6 separate regions of the Mus musculus genome follow, and all the other regions are linked to region 1. Evidence: chromatin contacts called from public HiChIP or PLAC-seq and promoter capture Hi-C data. All regions are on one chromosome and are shown on one strand. Each heading gives the region's core, a stretch centred on a gene start, on an enhancer-like site or on the middle of the called end of the contact. The rest is flanking DNA. Distances are from core to core; before and after follow the strand shown.

The links. Promoter capture Hi-C pulls out the DNA fragments that hold promoters and counts their contacts. HiChIP or PLAC-seq counts read pairs in DNA pulled down with a chosen protein or histone mark.
Region 2: a contact with region 1 is called in an H3K4me3 HiChIP or PLAC-seq map of bone marrow-derived macrophages, with 2.9 times the contacts expected there. The contact joins the enhancer-like site here to the promoter of Rab11a in region 1. A contact is called at or near these places in 1 of 484 Hi-C or Micro-C datasets (bone marrow-derived macrophages), 5 of 115 datasets of contacts at active chromatin or transcription factors (bone marrow-derived macrophages, cardiomyocytes, epiblast stem cells and 2 more) and 1 of 9 other capture datasets (adipose tissue).
Region 3: a promoter capture Hi-C map of second pharyngeal arch cranial neural crest shows a contact between it and region 1, with 2.8 times the contacts expected there. The contact joins the promoter of Uchl4 here to the promoter of Rab11a in region 1. A contact is called at or near these places in 3 of 39 promoter capture datasets (cranial neural crest, frontonasal cranial neural crest and second pharyngeal arch cranial neural crest) and 4 of 115 datasets of contacts at active chromatin or transcription factors (T-cell acute lymphoblastic leukemia, embryonic basal ganglia, large pre-B cells and 1 more).
Region 4: a contact with region 1 is called in an H3K4me3 HiChIP or PLAC-seq map of embryonic stem cells, with 11 read pairs. The contact joins the promoter of Map2k1 here to the promoter of Rab11a in region 1. A contact is called at or near these places in 5 of 39 promoter capture datasets (the C10 cell line, HPC-7-derived erythroid cells, liver and 2 more), 3 of 484 Hi-C or Micro-C datasets (embryonic stem cells and muscle stem cells), 13 of 115 datasets of contacts at active chromatin or transcription factors (acute myeloid leukemia, astrocytes, bone marrow-derived macrophages and 10 more) and 1 of 9 other capture datasets (liver).
Region 5: an H3K4me3 HiChIP or PLAC-seq map of forebrain shows a contact between it and region 1, with 6 times the contacts expected there. The contact joins the promoter of Megf11 here to the promoter of Rab11a in region 1. A contact is called at or near these places in 10 of 39 promoter capture datasets (the C10 cell line, the HPC-7 cell line, cranial neural crest and 5 more), 2 of 15 datasets of contacts at CTCF or cohesin (embryonic stem cells and large pre-B cells), 2 of 484 Hi-C or Micro-C datasets (both in embryonic stem cells), 20 of 115 datasets of contacts at active chromatin or transcription factors (the 230-238 cell line, acute myeloid leukemia, bone marrow-derived macrophages and 11 more) and 4 of 9 other capture datasets (adipose tissue, embryonic stem cells, macrophages and 1 more).
Region 6: a promoter capture Hi-C map of pre-B cells shows a contact between it and region 1, with 2.0 times the contacts expected there. The contact joins the promoter of Igdcc4 here to the promoter of Rab11a in region 1. A contact is called at or near these places in 3 of 39 promoter capture datasets (hematopoietic stem and progenitor cells, liver and pre-B cells), 2 of 484 Hi-C or Micro-C datasets (embryonic stem cells and regulatory T cells) and 1 of 115 datasets of contacts at active chromatin or transcription factors (embryonic stem cells).

What each region holds. Positions count from the first base shown.
Region 1 is chr9:64,736,226-64,739,258 of GRCm38.p6, forward strand. It overlaps Rab11a (RAB11A, member RAS oncogene family), which reads right to left and starts at 1,531. Exons shown (of 5, transcript NM_017382.5): 1 at 1,359-1,531. The coding sequence starts at 1,398. It overlaps n-TQctg9 (a tRNA gene), which reads left to right and starts at 1,821; the gene lies at 1,821-1,892.
Region 2 is chr9:64,457,522-64,460,262 of GRCm38.p6, forward strand. The region is part of intron 1 of Megf11 (multiple EGF-like-domains 11); the gene reads left to right. Among named protein-coding and RNA genes, the nearest start is that of Megf11, 73 kb to the left of the region's middle. Within about 2 kb of position 1,435, at least 28 of the 459 cell types and tissues checked have an H3K27ac peak or open chromatin away from gene starts, as enhancers often do. A contact at or near this core is called in bone marrow-derived macrophages, where this site is marked.
Region 3 is chr9:64,233,707-64,236,510 of GRCm38.p6, forward strand. Uchl4 (ubiquitin carboxyl-terminal esterase L4) reads left to right here and starts at 1,495. Exons shown (of 1, transcript NM_033607.1): 1 at 1,495-2,656. The coding sequence starts at 1,533. The coding sequence ends at 2,234. The region is part of intron 1 of Map2k1 (mitogen-activated protein kinase kinase 1); the gene reads right to left.
Region 4 is chr9:64,251,920-64,255,063 of GRCm38.p6, forward strand. It overlaps Map2k1 (mitogen-activated protein kinase kinase 1), which reads right to left and starts at 1,686. Exons shown (of 11, transcript NM_008927.4): 1 at 1,294-1,686. The coding sequence starts at 1,373.
Region 5 is chr9:64,383,787-64,386,893 of GRCm38.p6, forward strand. It overlaps Megf11 (multiple EGF-like-domains 11), which reads left to right and starts at 1,840. Exons shown (of 25, transcript NM_001134399.1): 1 at 1,840-2,042.
Region 6 is chr9:65,100,166-65,102,969 of GRCm38.p6, forward strand. It overlaps Igdcc4 (immunoglobulin superfamily, DCC subclass, member 4), which reads left to right and starts at 1,321. Exons shown (of 20, transcript NM_020043.3): 1 at 1,321-1,433. The coding sequence starts at 1,370.

The sequences.
Region 1 (3,033 bases), core at 281-2,780:
TCCTGCTTCTTCACTTAGTCCAATCACTCTTAGCACCCAATGGCAAAGCCAGGAACACTCACCATGCTTAACACTCTTGAAACTCCACCCTCCCCAGAAAAGCTTTAAAAGCAAGGGCTTCTTCCTCACTGGCAATGATCTTTGTTCAACAAATTACTGATGGCTGCCCTTCTAATTCAGGAGCAGAGCAAGGCTACGAAAGTGAGAGCGCATTCATGAACAAAAAAAGCGTTCACTGTACTCTCTCGTCACTGAGAACTGTATCCTTTCACTTCAGCTTCTTCGCGGACTCAACCCATAAGCAAGTCTCTATTTACATTCTTCCCTGTTCTGTCCACCGGCTCCACATTTCCCCCCATCCTGTAATAAATTCTTGATTTCACTAAAAGGGCACGCTAGCACTATAACCCTCTCTCACTGTTTGGGAAAGGTATGTGACCAACCAGGGTTCTTCCCTTCCTGTCGGATCCTCCCAGTATTGCAGCAGGAAGCAACCAGTCCACAGTGATAAGCTCGCTAGTATTTGTGCAGCGCACAACCTTTCCTGTTCGGGAACTGGGCCTTCAGGTCTGGCAGGGATAACAGCCACCACCCATCCGCAGCCCCTTCTCGAAAGCCAAGTAAAAGGAGTTATCCCGGTCTGGTTGTAGCTAGGCAGGGACAGAGATGAAAAGGGGGGGAAAAAAAAAAAAAAAGAAAAACGCGAGGTGGGAAGTCATCTGCTTGCCTGGACACTGCGACAAGTGCATGAACGCCAGGAGTGATGGACAGCCCCTCTTGCCCTCCCCTTCTCTCCCTCCCACCAGCCAGGTCGCTCCGGAGTGCTAAACATTAGTTGCCCGTCTGTGGGGAGGGAGGGGACAGTCCGCGGGTACTGACCTCGAGGTCTGCGGGGATGGGGGTGGGGGCCCGGGGACGGGCGAATCTGGCCGAAGCCCAGGAAAAGGCTCACGAGGAGGGAAGGGAAGAAAAGGGAAACGAACAGAAAAGAGAAAAAGCAACACCCCCGCCCCCCGAGCCAGTGGGTGTCCCGATATGGGTGCTCAGCCCAGGCAGGGGCCTGTCAGAGGGGGGACGTGAGACGAGCAGCAGCATCCAAGAGGAGGGGCTCGAGACGCCCAGGGAAGGAACTGCACGGCCGTGAGGGACGCAGCCATCGGGGAGGACATACAGAGAGGGGCGCCGCGGCTCGTCAGGCCTCCCAAGGGCGCGGGAACCCGGACGAGCGGCGGGACCCCCGACGGGGCGGCAGGAAGGAAGCGCCGAGGCGGACTCCGACCAGGGCAGGGCTGGCCCTGCGCGGGTCCCCCGGGAGTGTCTCGGGCCCCAAATGGGCTCTCGCTGGCCCACGGCCTCACCTTTAAAGAGGTAGTCGTACTCGTCGTCGCGGGTGCCCATGGCGCGGCCGAGGAGCTGAGGGGCGGGAGCGGCGGTGGCAACGGCGGCGGGACCAGGGGGCGTCGCTGCAGGGGTAACCCGAGCGAGCGAGGAGCTTCAGCTGCCGGACCCGGTGACGAGCCCCGCCCTGTATGCGTCACTTCCGGAAGGCCCCAGCCCCTCGCAGAAAGTACTTCCGGAGAGATGGCACCCCGCCCATAAGCTAGGCAGGGTGGAATGCGCAGGAGTGGACACCACATTCTCACCCGGCTTTGGGAAGGCATACAGGAAAAACAATCCTAAAATGGTCCTTGGAGCCTTTGGCTTGTTCTTCTCCCCAATCATTCAGAGAAGCGAAGTGTAAATCTTTTAGTATCTGGCTTCCGGTTGGGGGCGGAGTTTTGTCAGCATTAGAGACCCGAAGGCACTGCTGCCTCCGTGCTGGTTCCATGGTGTAATGGTTAGCACTCTGGACTCTGAATCCAGCGATCCGAGTTCAAATCTCGGTGGAACCTGCTCCCTTTTCTTCATACTTTTAACTCATATTGATTGTATTCTTTAGCTCATATTGAATAATAGAATAACCTTGTTATATCTGCTCTTGGATTGAACCACAGGTAGCCTTTACCTATGAAGACTACACTAATCAATCTTGTCAATTCAGTAGTATCTGATCTTCATGGAGACCTATTGAACTCTTTGGTTTTTCTTAGCCTTGGAGAAAGTTTGTTACTTGATTCCTTTTGCTGGAATTTTATACCCTCAGCTTCAGTTAAGGATAGGCACTCCTCACCCACTCAATCTCTCCACAAATCTATTGCACTATCTCCAGATGTCATTAAGAGAACTTCGCCCACCCTTTCTCATAAAGATTCAAGATCTTGAGTCCTATTTTCTGGCCTTCGAGCTAAGCCCGATTAAATAAATTTTAACACAAGAAGAATGGCAATTCCCATGTTAGCAAATATCAGTGTTAAGACTCAAGAAATTTGCCACAGCATCTCCTAATAATTTTGTTCTTGTTGTTTGAGGTGGTTTCACTCCCCCTCTGTACCCCAGAATATAGCTCAGGCTGGCCCTGCTGTCCTCCTCTGCCCCTTCCCACCTCCACCTCCGTCCACACAGAGGCATAGTCATCTAATAATTCCTGGGAAACAGATGTTTGTCATTCAGCCTACAGATGGAATTCAAATTGCTAATCAACTGACCTTAAGCAGAGATGTTATTTTTTTATTATCTGAATAAGCTCAGGGTTGTCCTTAAGGTCTTTCCAAAGTTGGAAGGAGGATTGTCAGCAGGGACGAGATGTTCTTCCAGACAGCCACCAGCAAGTCTGAGGAGTTCCCTTATCTATTAGGGACCTGGATTCGGAGAAAAACTGATTCTTGACTTTGCTGCAGCAAAACATTTCAGGATGAACCAATATGTGAGACAATCAGACTTTATTAGAAGAGATTTTTAATATAGATTCTAAGCTATATACTTAAGAGGAAGTGAGGGTCTCAGAAAGAAAGGTGTGGCCAAGAACATGTCTGGGAGTGCCTCAGAGAGGACTAGAGTTTCTGAGGAATCCAAGATCACAGGGCGGCTCCTACTTGGTGAGTAGAAACTTAACTGATGGGGTAACATCCAAGGTCACAAAGAAAGGTTGCAGGG
Region 2 (2,741 bases), core at 185-2,684, 280 kb before region 1:
CAGGAGTCTTTGATGTGGGGTCTGATTTCAGATTCAAAGCACGCTACATCTGAAACCAGACAGAGCGCAGGGGTGGCACGCCGTACTCTGCCCTGTAGGGTGCTATTCCTCCTGGCAAGAGCTGGTTCAGGAGCCTGCTGGTGAAGCTGGGCAGAAAGTCCAAACGGGTGCCCATCGCCGGCTCTTGGCTCCCCTGTCCCTTCTCTTCTCTGTAGAAGAGGCTCCACTTACAGCTCCCCCAGGGCAGGGCCTGAGACACTTCCTGTGGCTGATAGATTGACCCTGTTTCAAGACATCCGGAGAGTGAAGTTCTGGAAATTAATTAGTGGTGGTTAGATGTTGGCTACCCAGAGGCTGCAGGAATTTATGGGGATTTTTGTTTCCTTTTTGTCATGGAATAAGTTAACAGCGTGTGTGTTGATTGATTTCCTGCTAAAATTCCTTTCTGTTTTTTTTTTTTTAAAGAAAGAAAGAAAAAATATTCTCAGAGTTTGGAGTCCCTTGATGCATTTTAATGAACTGCCCCCTGAGAGTCACTTTGTTTTCTCAGGGTCCCTTGCCCTCTCCCAGTCCCATCTGTTGGTGTCAACTCTGGGCCAGTTCCAGGGGTGAGCCAGGTACCTCTAGCTGAGACATTCAGGGAGACGTGGCTGTTAGGATCTACAGGAACAGGGCATACATCTGAAAGAGTGAGCTTGCCACCCAGTTATAATTCTCCAGCCCCTGCTTGCCTCAGCCAGGTCTTGAACTTGTTTTCCTGGCCTGTGCTGTTACCTCGGTCAGAGGTAGAGCCAAGAGTCCAGCTGGGAGATTCAGACAGAGCCTTGTGGCTAGGAACACTATGCAGGACTCTAAACAGCCCAGGGAGCACGCCTCACCAGAAGGTTCGGTTCCAAGCTGACCCGGATGAAACTCTCTGCCTGTTCTCTGACTCACAGCAGGAAAGGTACCCGCGTTGCTTTTGGGAGCTGATGATCTTTATTAGGGCTTCAGTAGAGGTGAAACAGGGGGCTAGTGAGGGGGGGACTCAAATCACAGCTGTTACTAATTTAAAATATGACATTCCTCTCATCCCACCCCCTGGAAGCCCAGGAGAGGACTTATTGAATATGTGACACGGGCAGAGAGAGATTACTGTGCAGATGGAGCAGAGAGAAGAGTGATTGCCCAGTGGCTGATGCAAGAGGGCCGGTCACCGCGGAATTAAACACACACAAAAATTCAGCGCAAAATAATTGTCTATACATTACAGACATGGCATATGGAAAGTTTCCAGCTTTTAAGAGCCGTGTGGAAGTTCTTGGTAACCCACTTAGATGCCTGGTTCCCACTGCCTTCTGCACTCCAGTTGAGCTGCCTGGCCACCACAGAAGTCCTTGGCTTTTAATTTAACCCTCTGTGGGCATCTTCCAGTCACACATCAGAACAATCTTGGGGAAGAGGAAGTGATCTCATGACCTCTGGGGTTTCTTTCTTTGTGTGCCCATGTAAGTGTACAGAGACCAAAGGACAACCTCTGGTGCTATTTCTCTTCAGGCGTCATACATTTTGTTTTATGAGGCAGGGTTTGTCTTAGTCAGGATTTCTATTCCTGTACAAAACATGACCAAGAAGCAAGTTGGGGAGGAAGGGGTTTACTCAGCTTACACTTCCATGTTGTTGTTCATCACCAAAGGAAGTCAGGACTGGAACTCAAGCAGGTCAGGAAGCAGGAGATGATGCAGAGGTCATGGAAGGATGTTACTTACTGGCTTGCTTCTCCTGGCTTCCTCAGCTTGCTCTCTTAGAGAACCCAAGACTATCAGTCCAGGGATGGCACCACCCACAATGGGCCCTCCTTCTTGATCACTAATTGAGAGAATGCCTTACAGCTGGATCTCATGGAGGCATTTTTTCATGGGAGGCTCCTTTCCCTGTGATAACTACAGTTTGTGTCAAGTTGACACACAAAACCAGCCCGTGCAGTCTTGTTGTCTATCCAGTGAGCTCCAGGGATCTGTCTGTCTCTGCCTCTCTATTACACCACGTCCTGCTACCTATGTGAAATCTGAGGATTGAACTTAGGTCCTTATGCATTTGTGGCAAGCACATTACTGACTGAGCCATTCCTGCAGCCTGGTCTCCAGGGTTTCTGAACTCCCTTTGGTCATGTCAATAAAGATGAGGAGTGTCACATGTTTTCTCTTCCCCCTTACCTCCAGGTATAGCATCCTTGAATGGCAGGCTGACCATGGGTAGCTCAGTTATGGAGGAAGGAGTGGTTGGCTTGGGGATGTGGATGCTCAGTGGGCCTTTCATCATTTAAAAGAATGTCTTCCTTCCAGTTCTGGATGACGAGGAACACTCTGTGTCTTTCCTAGGCTCTGGGGAACATTGACATGTCTAGAGCTGTTTCTCAGGGGGGCAGGAACTCCCAATATGCAGTTACTGTGTCTAGGTCACTTGGGAGCCCTCCATGGACCTATTTTAAAGTAAGAAGGCATTGGGGAAGCTAGAGGAAGCACTTTCCATCCACAAATCCAGTTTCTAGACCACTACTGTTGGAAAGGGCTTTTTGTGAGTGGAATTCTGGACCTGTACAGTTTAGGACAGTGGCTGCTAGTCCCAAGCAAGAACTGAACCCTTGGGTGTGACTGAGGATTTTTAAATTCAATTTGCCTTAACCAGTTTAGTTTTACAGAGTCATCTATGGCTATCTTGTAAAAAACAAGACAAAACAAAACAAAACAACAACAACAACA
Region 3 (2,804 bases), core at 245-2,744, 500 kb before region 1:
CTATGCTGGGATCCACTGTCATTTTGGTCATAATCTAATTCTATCTGGCCTACACAAATGCCATGTATGTGGACAGCAAATAACAGGCAGCTGCGAGCATTTGAGGCACACAAACCTCTGTCATCTGAACTGTTTGGAAGACAGATGGTTAGCAGCTGCAAGTTCAATTACAAAGTGCCTGGAAGGAAGGCAAAGAAGGAAGCAAAGGGATCCAAGGGCCGCTTCATATATTAAGCGTGGAATTCCTTTCCAACAAACATCTTTTATTTCCTTGGGGGAAGCCAACTCGGATATACCCTTTGAACTTGAGAGAAAAGCTTCAGAAGAAAGAATCTAGCAACAGAGAGACGGAGTGAAGCTGGAGGCACAGAAAAAAAAAAATCACTACTTCTAAATTCTACGGTTTGTGTTTTAAGGAAAGACAGAGGGCACGGGAGACTCCACTGTGCAGCCAGGCTAAGAGCCTGGATCAACTGTGTTCTTTGGTTGAATGAGTTGCCTCTTTTCTCATCCTTCATTTTGTCCTTTGCAAAGCAAAAGGGCAAGAATTAACTAAAGGACAAGATGGTTGACTTCTAGACCAGTACTCACAGACATTATACAATGACAGAAATAGTCTACATGTATGCTGCCCAAAACAGTTGCCACAGTGGCCAATAAGGCTTTTAAAGGTAACTAGTATGGCTGAGAAACTGGTATTTAAACTGTACTGAATTTTAGTTAATTTAGATATAAATAGCTATATGTGGGTAATGTCTAGTTTAGAAAAGTACAACACTACAAAATCCTCCTGCATTTTACACAGTGGGGTGGGGAATGATGTTAGCCGAGGCCTGACCTAGGCTCTAACCTAGATCCACAGCTTACCAGTTATACAACCCTATGAAACTACTAAGCTTCCCTGAGCTTCACATCGCCAACTGGTACAATGGACTCTGGTAACCGTTCTTGTAGAATATCCGTGACTACAGAGACCAGAAAGCCCTCAGTGAATGCCAGCTGTTTCTCCAGTTCCTCTTTAGTCTTTGGACTCCATCCTACTAGTCTTCTTGCACACATCCATTTTTATTACCTTGAAGACTAAAGCAAGCCTTAGTCCCCATGGGCAGCCCTGTCTATCAGGAAAGCAACTTGCCCAGGAGTTGTCTCAGGTCCCCAGCAGTGGGCAAGCCTCTGGTGATGGAAGGGTCGGTGCCTCCGGAACCACTGATTTCCGCTCACCCTCCATCCCCTCTGCCTCACATGATCACCAGCAATTTACACTCCTCCTGTGACTGGAGAGCAAGCTGAAACATAACTCACCAAAACACCTGTCACTTGTTTCTGGTACTTTTCCAACTCTTTCCCCTTATCTTTCCCTGCTAAAGATGGTAAGGCTTTTTAATATGAAAATGGCTTAGATTTTTTTTTTTAATTACCACACTCAGAAATAGGGATGCAACAAATTCCATTTATGGTTAACCCAGGAGTTATTTAGTTACCAATATTAAACAAGGCAAGGTCAGAGCTGGAGAGAGGCCGACGGAGCAGTCATGGAGGGTCAACGCTGGCTGCCACTGGAGGCCAACCCTGAGGTCACCAACCAGTTTCTCAAGCAATTAGGCCTGCATCCTAACTGGCAGTTTGTTGATGTGTACGGGATGGAGTCTGAACTTCTTAGCATCATACCAAGACCAGTGTGCGCAGTGTTACTCCTCTTCCCTATCACAGAAAAGTATGAAGTCTTCAGAACAGAAGAGGAAGAAAAGATAAAATCTCAAGGACAAGATGTGACATCATCAGTATATTTTATGAAACAAACCATCAGCAATGCCTGTGGAACGATTGGAACGATTGGACTAATCCATGCCATTGCAAACAACAAAGACAAGGTGCACTTTGAATCAGGGTCAACATTGAAAAAGTTCCTGGAGGAGTCTGTATCAATGAGCCCTGAAGAGAGAGCCAAATACCTGGAGAACTATGACGCTATTCGAGTTACTCATGAAACCAGTGCACATGAAGGTCAGACTGAGGCACCAAGTATAGATGAAAAAGTAGATCTTCATTTTATTGCGTTAGTACATGTAGATGGGCATCTCTATGAATTAGATGGATGGAAACCATTTCCAATTAACCATGGGAAAACTAGCGATGAGACGTTGTTAGAGGATGTCATAAAAGTTTGCAAGAAGTTCATGGAACGTGACCCTGATGAGTTAAGATTTAATGCAATTGCTCTCTCGGCAGCATAGCATCTTGACAGAAACACCAAATACTGTATTATTTGCAACAAAAGTTAAATTTCTGATGCCATAACTAACTCAAAATTTTTAATATTTTCATTAACTTGACTAATTAAACTTTATGTGGAAACAAACAAACAAACAAACAAGGCAAAAGAAACTGTTGTAGAAGGAATGTTCTAGTACAAGAATAGCCCAGCAGTGGTGGTGTATACCTTTAATCCCAGTACTCAGGAGACAGAGGCAGGTGGCTCTCCAAGTTCTAGACTAGCCTGGTCTACAAAGCAAGTTCCAGGACAGCCAGCGCTGCATAGAGAAATCCTATCTCGAAAAACAAAAAATAAACAACAACAACAAACAAACAAAAAAGAATAATAATCTGCCAAAGTCTCTATGTTAATATACTATGATACGAAGCCCGGTCTTTCCTGAAACGTAGGCCTCGCCGTCCTTGGGGAAAGCAGCTTTCCTTGCCTTCAATGACTACATTTTTTAGTTTTACTTTTGTTACATTTATGTGTCTGTGGGTACACATGTGCCACTGAGCAAGAGTCAGGTCTCACCTTCCACCATGTGGCT
Region 4 (3,144 bases), core at 436-2,935, 480 kb before region 1:
TTAAAAATAATATGATTAAAAAAAAAAAAAAAGCTTGTGCTAATTCTATGCCAGTCTGGGTTACACATATAGACCCTACCCATCCCACTCCATTGTCTCACAAAAATATTTGTCCTGAAAAGAGTTGCTGAAGAATACCTTACCTTGAAAGAGGGGAGGGGGACTTGCAGTCTGTTTTACAGGGGGTAAACTGCTGTACATACACACTGAACAAATGCTAATTATGCTGCTCAAAGACATATGTTACAAATCCAACGTCAAGGGCAATGTCAAGGACCTAAAGAAAAGATGTGTTTGAAGCAAGTCTTAATAATCTGGCTATGCTCACACAAATCCACCACTACCAGCCCTGCCATTGATACTACTGCAGGTATCAATGACAGTAACCATACCAACAGGTCCTGAGTTATTAAAATCTAGGGAAAGGAGGGAGGGGGGTTACAATAATCTCCAAAGGACAGAATGCCTGAAGCTACTTTCATTTTATCAGATACCTCTCAAGTCTCCTGACCTCAGGGAAAGATGAAGAAGAAACCCAACAGGTGGGCTCAGAAACCCACCTTATGAAATAAACTCTTATCTGTCTGTAAGCAACACTGGCCCCTGCAGATACCGAGCAACCTTTGGCTTTGTTTCCCTGGTCATCGTTCTTATGCCTCAAGTCAATTTCCGGCTCCCGGTCAACTAAGCAAAGCTGGGAGAATAACCGGTGAGGGGATGAACTGTTGCATGAACGGACAGATGAAGAGAGACTCCTCCCTCGAGCAAGGTACTTCTCAAGAAAAAGGCCACGGATGAGGGAGTCCCCAAAGTGAACCAGGGAAAAGCCATGGGGAAATCTGTGAACACACGCCCCCGCTGGCCAGGCGATCAACCGGCCACAAGGCCCCACAGGTGTCAGGCACCAAAAGTAAATGGGGCTCACCCATCCCAAGTCCACACTCAGACCCCGAGGAGGTCTCAAAGGTTAATGAGAAGCGACCTGAATTTGCTCTGCGTCTTGTTACAGGCCAGAATCCCAGAGTATGCCCTTTAGGCAATAGCTAGGGGGGGACGCATTAGGTTTCGTTTTCTTGGGCGAAGATTGATGTCGGTGGCCAGGGACGACAGACACTGTTGGGAAAGAGGGGGATCGGGACTTGTAGGGTGCACGGTCGATGTGAGTCAGGCACCCAATCAGTGCTTAGTCACTGATAGCCCGGCGGCCGGAGTTCCTCGCCCCCCGCCAGCCGGGCCGTACGTGACGAAGCCTCGCCTGGCGGTGGCGGCCTCCCGGCCACTCCCGGTACTCACTCGGCCGAGCTGGTCCCGTTAACCGCCGAGCCATCGGGGGCCGGGTTCAGCTGGATGGGCGTCGGCTTCTTCTTGGGCATCTTGCAGCCGGGAAAGAGCCTGCAACTCAGCAGGGAGCGCGCGGCCGCTTCTCGCTTCCTCCCTCGGCTCTGCCCAGAGTCGGGGCGGCTCGATCAACGCCGCGCTCCTGGGACCCTCCGCCCAACCCACGCGGAGAACCAGCTGCGCGCGCTCGCCGGCCGGGAACTCTCGCCTCAGCACACCGGTTCCTCGGGCTCGGACGGCTCCCTGCGCACTACCCACAGCTCAGCTACAGCCCCAGCTTGGAGAAAGTGCGGCCACCGCTGCTCCGGCGCTCCGAGACGCCGCGCACAGACGTCCCAGTGAGGGACTGGAGGGTGAGGGAGGGGCGGGGAAACGAGCAGGCCCCGCCCCCACGGGGGCTGCAGCGCTTCCCTCACGCCCGCCTGACTCCGCCCCCGTCGCTTCGCCGACAGCCAATGGGGACTAGCCTCAGAGGCAGATGACGCGGAAATACGTCACGGGAGGCGCGGCGCATTGGCTTGGGGCGGAGTTAAAGGGAGGCTTTCCGGGCGCCCTCTGCTGACCAGCGGTATCCAGGTGGCTGCTGTACGAGGTTCTTGCACGCAGGTCATCTTGCCTTTGAGTGGGGCTGCTTGGCCTATTTATCTCAACTCTTCTCCTCCCTTGGGCTGGGTCATTTTGACCCAGACAAAAGTACAAAATAAATAAGAAAAGGACCCCTTTTCGTGTCCTGAGGCCAAGCGGAATTGAGTAAGAGCAAACTAAATTGAACAAAAGCCAGGAGTGCACATTTTTAATTCCAGTACAAGAGGCAGAGGCAGGCTGATGTGTACGCATTCGAAGCCAGCTTGGTCTACACAGCCAGGGATACATTGTGAGACCCAGTCTCAAAATAAAAGAAAACTTGTCAAGAGACTCCTTAAACTAAACTGACATGATTTTTCTATTTTAATTCTACTAAAATGGAGGTACACAGCTGAGAACTCCGTGCTGCAGAGGTGGTAAATTAGTGAAGCCTATTTTGAGAGCAGATTGAAGTCTAATTAATGGGGTCAGCCGACCTAAATGTATCCAATCTCATATCCTCTTTTTCGTTTTCTAAGCCTTTTGGCAAAGTCAAGTTTGGAGTAGCCTGGACAGCTAGCGCAGAAGTTGAGGGTGTTTCTTGCTTTAACAGGACTCTAGTTGGGTTCCCTGCATTCGTGTTTGGGCAGCTCACAACCACCTGTAACTTCCAGCTGTAGTGGATACCATGCCTCTGGCCTCTGAGGGTACATGTACTCTTGTGTACATACCCAAACACACACAAACATCATTAAAAATAAAGTCAGGCACACACTTTTAATCCCAGCACTCGGTAGGCAGAAACAGGTGGAAATCCCTAGTTGGAGACTAACCTGGTCTACAGAGTGAGTTCCAAGACAGCCAGGACTACACAGAGAAACCCTGTCGTGAAAAACTAAAATGGCTGATGAGATGGCTCAGTGGGTAAGAGCACCCGACTGCTCTTCCAAAGGTCCTGAGTTCAAATCCCAGCAACCACATGGTGGCTCATAACCATCTGTAACGAGATCTGACTCCCTCTTCTGGAGTATCTGAAGACAGCTACAGTGTACTTACATATAATAAATGAATAATCTTAAAAAAAAGAAAAATTAAAATGATGATAATAATAAATCAGATAAATCTTTTTTTTTTAATCACCAGGACATAAATAGGTATTGAGGGGCATGCACTGACCAAACGGAGGCAGGAGGATCAGAAGGCTACCTAGCAAGTTCCTCCTCTACCTAGCAAGTTTCAGAC
Region 5 (3,107 bases), core at 590-3,089, 350 kb before region 1:
TCTACCACACAGAAAGTCAGAGTGAGAGGCACGGTAAATAAAGGTGGAGCTCAGAATCCAAGAGCCACTGTGCAGAGGAAGCTGTGTAAGCCTAGACTAATTTTAATTAAGCTAATATTAACCGCAGACAGTGGCCAAGTGCCACCAGTCACTGTTCCAGGAAATGGGCTTTGGTTTAATCCTCAGAAGGCTTGTGGTAATGTTAGCATTCCCATTTTACAAACAGGGAAACTGAAGCTAGAGGGACTCAGTGATCTTTCTAATGTCACAGTGAGTGGAGCTGGCTTCCCAGTGTGAGACTCACACCCCCTAGGGCTATGAAGTTGGGAACTTTTTCCAATGTCAGATTTGGTCTCCTCACTGCCAGATGGGGAACTTCATATATCACTAGATGGTTGGTCCTGCAAAGGAGGGGCTAGAGCACTAGAGAAGGCAGGAAGCTCCTGGGGTGCAGAATTTAAGGAGGGACTCACTCTGGCGGGTGAGTGACCCGGGTGTTTGCTAAGTGCTTCACCCGGTTTCAAGCTCTACTTTTATGTTGTGAACAAGAGGCTCTGCCATCTGTTGTCCGTTTAGTTTGACATTCCAAGGTAAGGAACTGCTGGGGAGGTTGGTTTGGAGTTTTGGGACCTGAAACCCCAATGCAGAAAGATCTCATCTGCTCACACCATTCCTGCAGAAGCCTAGCACTTACTGGATGAACCTGGTCTGGTGCTTGCAGAGCAGGGCTGCCTGTTGTGGGCCAATGGGAAGAGGGCTTCTTCTTATTTCTCCAAACCCCACTGGGCTGAAATGGACAGATGACAGGGAGTACACTCCTGGGGAAAGAGCTGGATCCTCAGGCTGCACGGGAGCCTGGGTCGAGTGGCTTGTCCCAAAGCCACAGACAATCTGCCTGTTCTAGTGGCAAAATTCTCCCTCCGGGTGCAGGACACCTTTCCCAAGTGTGGGACCCCACCTCACTTCAAGGGAAGGAAACACCCCACCACCCCCACCTCTGGCAAACAGGGAAGCAGGAGTGAGCCCCTCATATCTTGGAAAGGAGTAGGGGTGACCAGCAGGTGTTCCCACCACCTGGCTAGGACCCACTTACAAGCACACGAGGTGTAGTCTAAAGTGTCACCTGACTGAAGACTTCCAGGTGGCTCTGGGTGCAGTGCCAGGCCTCTGACACCCTATCATTAACATGCACCCTCCTCTGCCCCCCCCCACCCCCCATCTCATCCCCTGTTCGAAGACCTTGAAGTCTACAAGAAGCCCCGCTGGTTTAAGTCCAGCCTTTGGAGTTGACCACAGCAGTCCAGCCTTTGGAGTTGACCACAGCATGGCAAGTTCTTACTCTGGGGCCTGGCTGTCTGCACTTTACCTGGTGCAGCTCAGCTTGTTCTGCACACTGAGTTCTTTGCTTTTCTAGCTTTCCCTGGGTATCTATCTGTACTCAGCTTGTTAAAAGCTCAGTTTGGGGCATATTCCTGGTCCCCTTCCATCCTGGGCTAGCTTCGCCAGCCAGAGCTTCTACAAAGAACAGGTGCAGAGGCCACGCTAATCGGTCGGTCAGAAGGAAAAAAAAAAGGGGGGGGGGAGGGAGAAGGGAGTCGCGAGGGGTTAAAAGGAAGAGATACAGAAAAGAGAGAGCGGGGGAAAAACGGTAAAAGAACGATAACGGGTGGATGCAGAGTAGGGAAGTGAGAAGAGAACAGAGGGAATTAAAGAAGGCAACCGGCAGAGAGAAAGCTAGGAAAAAGAGCGAGGGAATGCGCGCGATCGCAGGGTCTGAAAAGAGGTGGGAGGGAGAGGGAGAGCGGAGGGAGGAGGGAAGAGGGAGGGGCCGAGGGACGCAGGGGGGTGGGGGCTGCCGTGGCAGCAGTCGCAGCGGCTCCAGCCTCCTGCTTGCTCACTCGTTCTCAGTGCCCGGAGCCGGCTGCCCGGCTCGGGGCGGTTCGCAGCTCCCTCTCCTGCCTGGGGACCTGAAGCCGCTCCGGCTCCGGGGTATAGGACCGCGCGACTGGCTGGCCCAAGCCCGGGGCGCGCCACGGAAGCAGGTAGATGGTTGGGTGGGGTCCGCGGGGACCCGGAGCCTCGGAGCACTGTGGGTGCATTGGGTCGGGGTGTGGGTTCCAGTTCAGGGGAGGGGGCTTTGCAGCGTCGCGACTAACTTTCCACCAGCTCCGTGGGTCCTCCGTGGCCAGGTCCCGGCTCTAGAAGGCGAGTTTGGCGAGGGGCAGAAGGTGGATGGCTGGGCTTGCGGGAGCGCCCGGGGGTCTATGCGAGACGTAGAGAGCCTCGGCTGGGCCAGGCGCGCGTCCTCTGGCCGCAGTCAGGACGCAGCGGCCGCCGCGTCTCCACGTGCGGGGGAAGACCCGAGAGTCGCGGTGCGGGTGTCCGGAAGAAGGAACCTGCCAGCTCTGCGCGAATCTGGGGTCTCCCGGCCGAGAGCCATTCTAGATGTGCGGGACCTTCGCCCCGCACCGCGTCCTTCCGACCCGGGTCCCGACGCAGAGCTGCGGGGCCGCGCGCAGGTCCCCGCGGAGCCCAAGCCCAGCCGGTGCCACGCGCAACGTGGACTCACTCTCTTTTTTTCCTCCTGATCCTGTCTACCCACTTTCACTGAGGGAATCCCGGACGCCCTGCAGTCCTGCGGGTCGCCCCTGGCTACATACCTCCGACCCTCGGCGGAGACCCCAACACCCAAAGTTAAAAGAGAAGCGAGTCCCTCTTCCTGCGCTCGTGGGCGGCTGTCCCGAACTTCCTAACTTCTCTCCCAAACGCGGGCGGTAGTGTTGTAGCTGGGCACACAGTGGTCCTGGTGGCAGCCCTGCGCAGGCACCTTCCCCTAAGACTTGATTTAGTCTTTTAATTTTTAGGAGGAAAAAAAAAAGACTTGAAAAATAGGTAAAACCGTTCCTTCCCGGGACCAAGGTTGCGAGTGGGACGGAGTCACGATCGGTCTGTAGTCTGGGAGCTCTGGGTCTCCGCCTGGCGGGCCCCAGAGCCCTCGAACCCCAGATGCTTTTTCCTGGAACTGCCTCCCACGCTCCATCCCACTGTCGTCGCGTCTCAGAATCCGTCCCCGTGAGTGCCTGCTGCGAGGCCAGCCGGCCTCTTTC
Region 6 (2,804 bases), core at 71-2,570, 360 kb after region 1:
ATGTAGCATTTTTCCTTTAAAAAAAAATTTTTTTTTATGTGTATGTGTGTACTTGCATGAGTTTATGTGCACCATGTGCAGGAAAGTGCCTACAAAGCCCAGAAGAGGGCATCAGATTCATTGGAAATGGAATTACAGATGGTTATGGCTGTCATATGGGTGCTGGGAGCAGAACCCAGGTCCTTTGTTAGGGCAGGAAGCACTCTAGCCACTGGGCCACCTCTCTAGCCTCAAAATCCGGATATATATATATAATTTTTATTTATTTTAAATTGTATCTAATTGTGTGTCTGCTTGTAGGTGCAGATGCCACAGAGCCCAGTGGTATCAGACCTCCTGGAGCTAGAGTTACAGACTGATGTGAGTCGCCTGGGTGGGTACCGGAACCAAATCTAGGTCCTCTGCAAATGCAATAAGCACTCTAACCGCTGAGCCATCTCTCCCATCACAAACGCATCATTTTAAATAGACGTTTAGTATGTTTTTCTCTCCCCAACCCAACCTGACATTTGATTCCCCCAGCTTTAGACACACTGAGGCAACTAACCTGGCCAGCTCAGTTGGAAAAGAGGCAGTTCTGAAAAAGAGAGTGGACCGGTGGAGGCTCAACACCATTAGCAGGCCCTGCACCTGCTGCTTTAAGCCTCCTGTCCTTAGGGAGTCCCCACTACAAACCCAAATATTCCCAGTATGCAGGTATGTAAAATGGTGGTAAGCAAGTCTTCGTTGTCCCTCACAGAGGTGGAACACAGTACAGACTGGGTTGGCTACTGAGGAGGAAGGAAGGAAGCCAAGAGAATCCCTCAGCTTGGCATGGAAGAGGTAGCGGGGACAAGGAATTGTAGTGTCCTCAGAGAGTCTGTTGGTGCAGCCTGTGGAGAGGCTAAACAGGATTCAGGTCAGGCTGTGAGTTGGAAAAGGACAGGTCTCAGTGAACTGAGCCTGGAACAGAGGTGGAGGCGACCCTGAAGGTAGAGTCATGGTAGGGTTAGGGAACAGAGATCCAGAGGCTCAGGTAAAAAGATGAACAGAAAGGAGCCTGAGGTGACCCGAGGAGCGGGAGGCTCCCGCGTGCTGAGTGAGCCGCAGGAGCAGGCTGGTGGCGCGCGGGCGCGTGTCCCCTGTGGTGCAGGGTGGCCACACTGGCGGGGCGCCCCCGCGTGGGCCGCTAGCCCAAGATGGCGATGGAGGGGCGGGCGAGCTGGCCGCGGCCCCGGCCCCCGCGCCGGCCCCCGCTCGGGCCCCGGCCCCGGAGGCCGCGCCCCCGCCCGCGGCGCCGCGCCTCCCGGAGCCACTGACGCCCGGCGCGCCCTCCCCCGGCGGCGGCCCAGGCGCCCGGACGCGGCGGCAGCGGCCCGAGCCCGGCCCTATGGCGCGGGCGGACACGGGCCGCGGGCTCCTGGTGCTGACCTTCTGCCTGCTGTCCGCGCGCGGTAAGGGCCCGGGTGGCCGCAGTCGCGAGTGGGCGTCCCCGGCGCCCGCGATGCTTGCGCGCCGGGGGCTGTGGGGACTTGCCCCCAGGGGGTGTGTGTCCTTGCTGTGCACAGCCTGGCACCGTGCGTGTCCCCCTGCGCGTGGCCCTTGTGCATGTGAGGTTTGCATGTGTGTGTCCTGCGGGGGTGGGGGTGTCCTGCGGGGGAACGTGTCCACAGCGCGTGCCTAAGGCGCCGGGTAGCATCGCCAGCGCGCGGGTGGCTGCAAGCGGGACATGATTCTGCCCTGCCCGCAAGCGTCTCGCGGTCGCGAGTGTGCCTGAGAGAGCGGGCGGGGAGGGAGTGTACACTTACACCTCCATTTGTGTCGGGTGCGTGTGTAACTGGATGGGACTGAGCTAATATTTGGCCTTGGCTTTTGGGGAGTGTCCTTGCTCTTGATGGGGGCGGCGGTGAGAAAAACCACACTCAACTTTGCCCAATGGGTGTGGCCCCTGGGGCCAGCTAGGGAGGTTGGGGGAATGTGGAGGTGTTGTGGACCCAAACCCAGGGTTCGGAGTGGGGCTGGGGGAAGGGCAGGAAACCAGTTGCTTTGCCGAACGCGTCCAACACTCGCTCTCTGGATGGGACGCGTGTCACTCCTGCCCCACCCCCAAGGGCGGACCAGGGAAGCGTGGACGAGATCAGCAAGGCCCCCTCCAGTGCCCAGGTCCTAGTGTTGGGTAGGGTCAAGGGTAAGGATCACAACTGTCCACACCAAAGAAAGGACTGGGGGCGGGGGGAGACGAAGTGTCCAAGTGTGTATGCCAAAGCTGTTTTTACCACCCCCGGCCCTCTCACTCTCAGTGGGGTGTGCGTTTGGGGGACAGCCCAAAGGAGGTTAGGTGGTAGGGCCTGGAGGGGGATGGGCTGCCCGCTTTGTTCGATTACTTCTTGCCTTCCCTGCCGAGGGGGGAGTTAAGGATGTGTCCGGGGCGAGTCGGGGAGGGACTTGGCAGTGGGGGTGGGGAGGGGGATTTTTCTCCAGCTGCTGCGGCTTTCCAGAGAGACTGGGCCAGGCCACGTGGGAGGGAGACAGGGAGGGAGGCGGGGGGTGGTGGAAAGGAGCCTCCGCTGGGCCAACCCCAGGCCCATCTCCAGGAAAACAGCGGGTGGGAGAGTGCTGGAAACAGCTCGGACCCTTGCTCTCCCCGCAAGACACGCCCCTTTCCCTCCGAGACCCTGAACCCGGCTGGGAGCCCATAGAAGCTCGGTGCGTGGGGCTGGGCCGCAGAAGCGGGAGGGCCCGGAGTTGTCAGGTGAACGCGGCGCCAGGGAAATGTCAGAGAGGTGTCTTGTCTGTCTTTGCGGAGCCCAAAGGATTAAGGAATA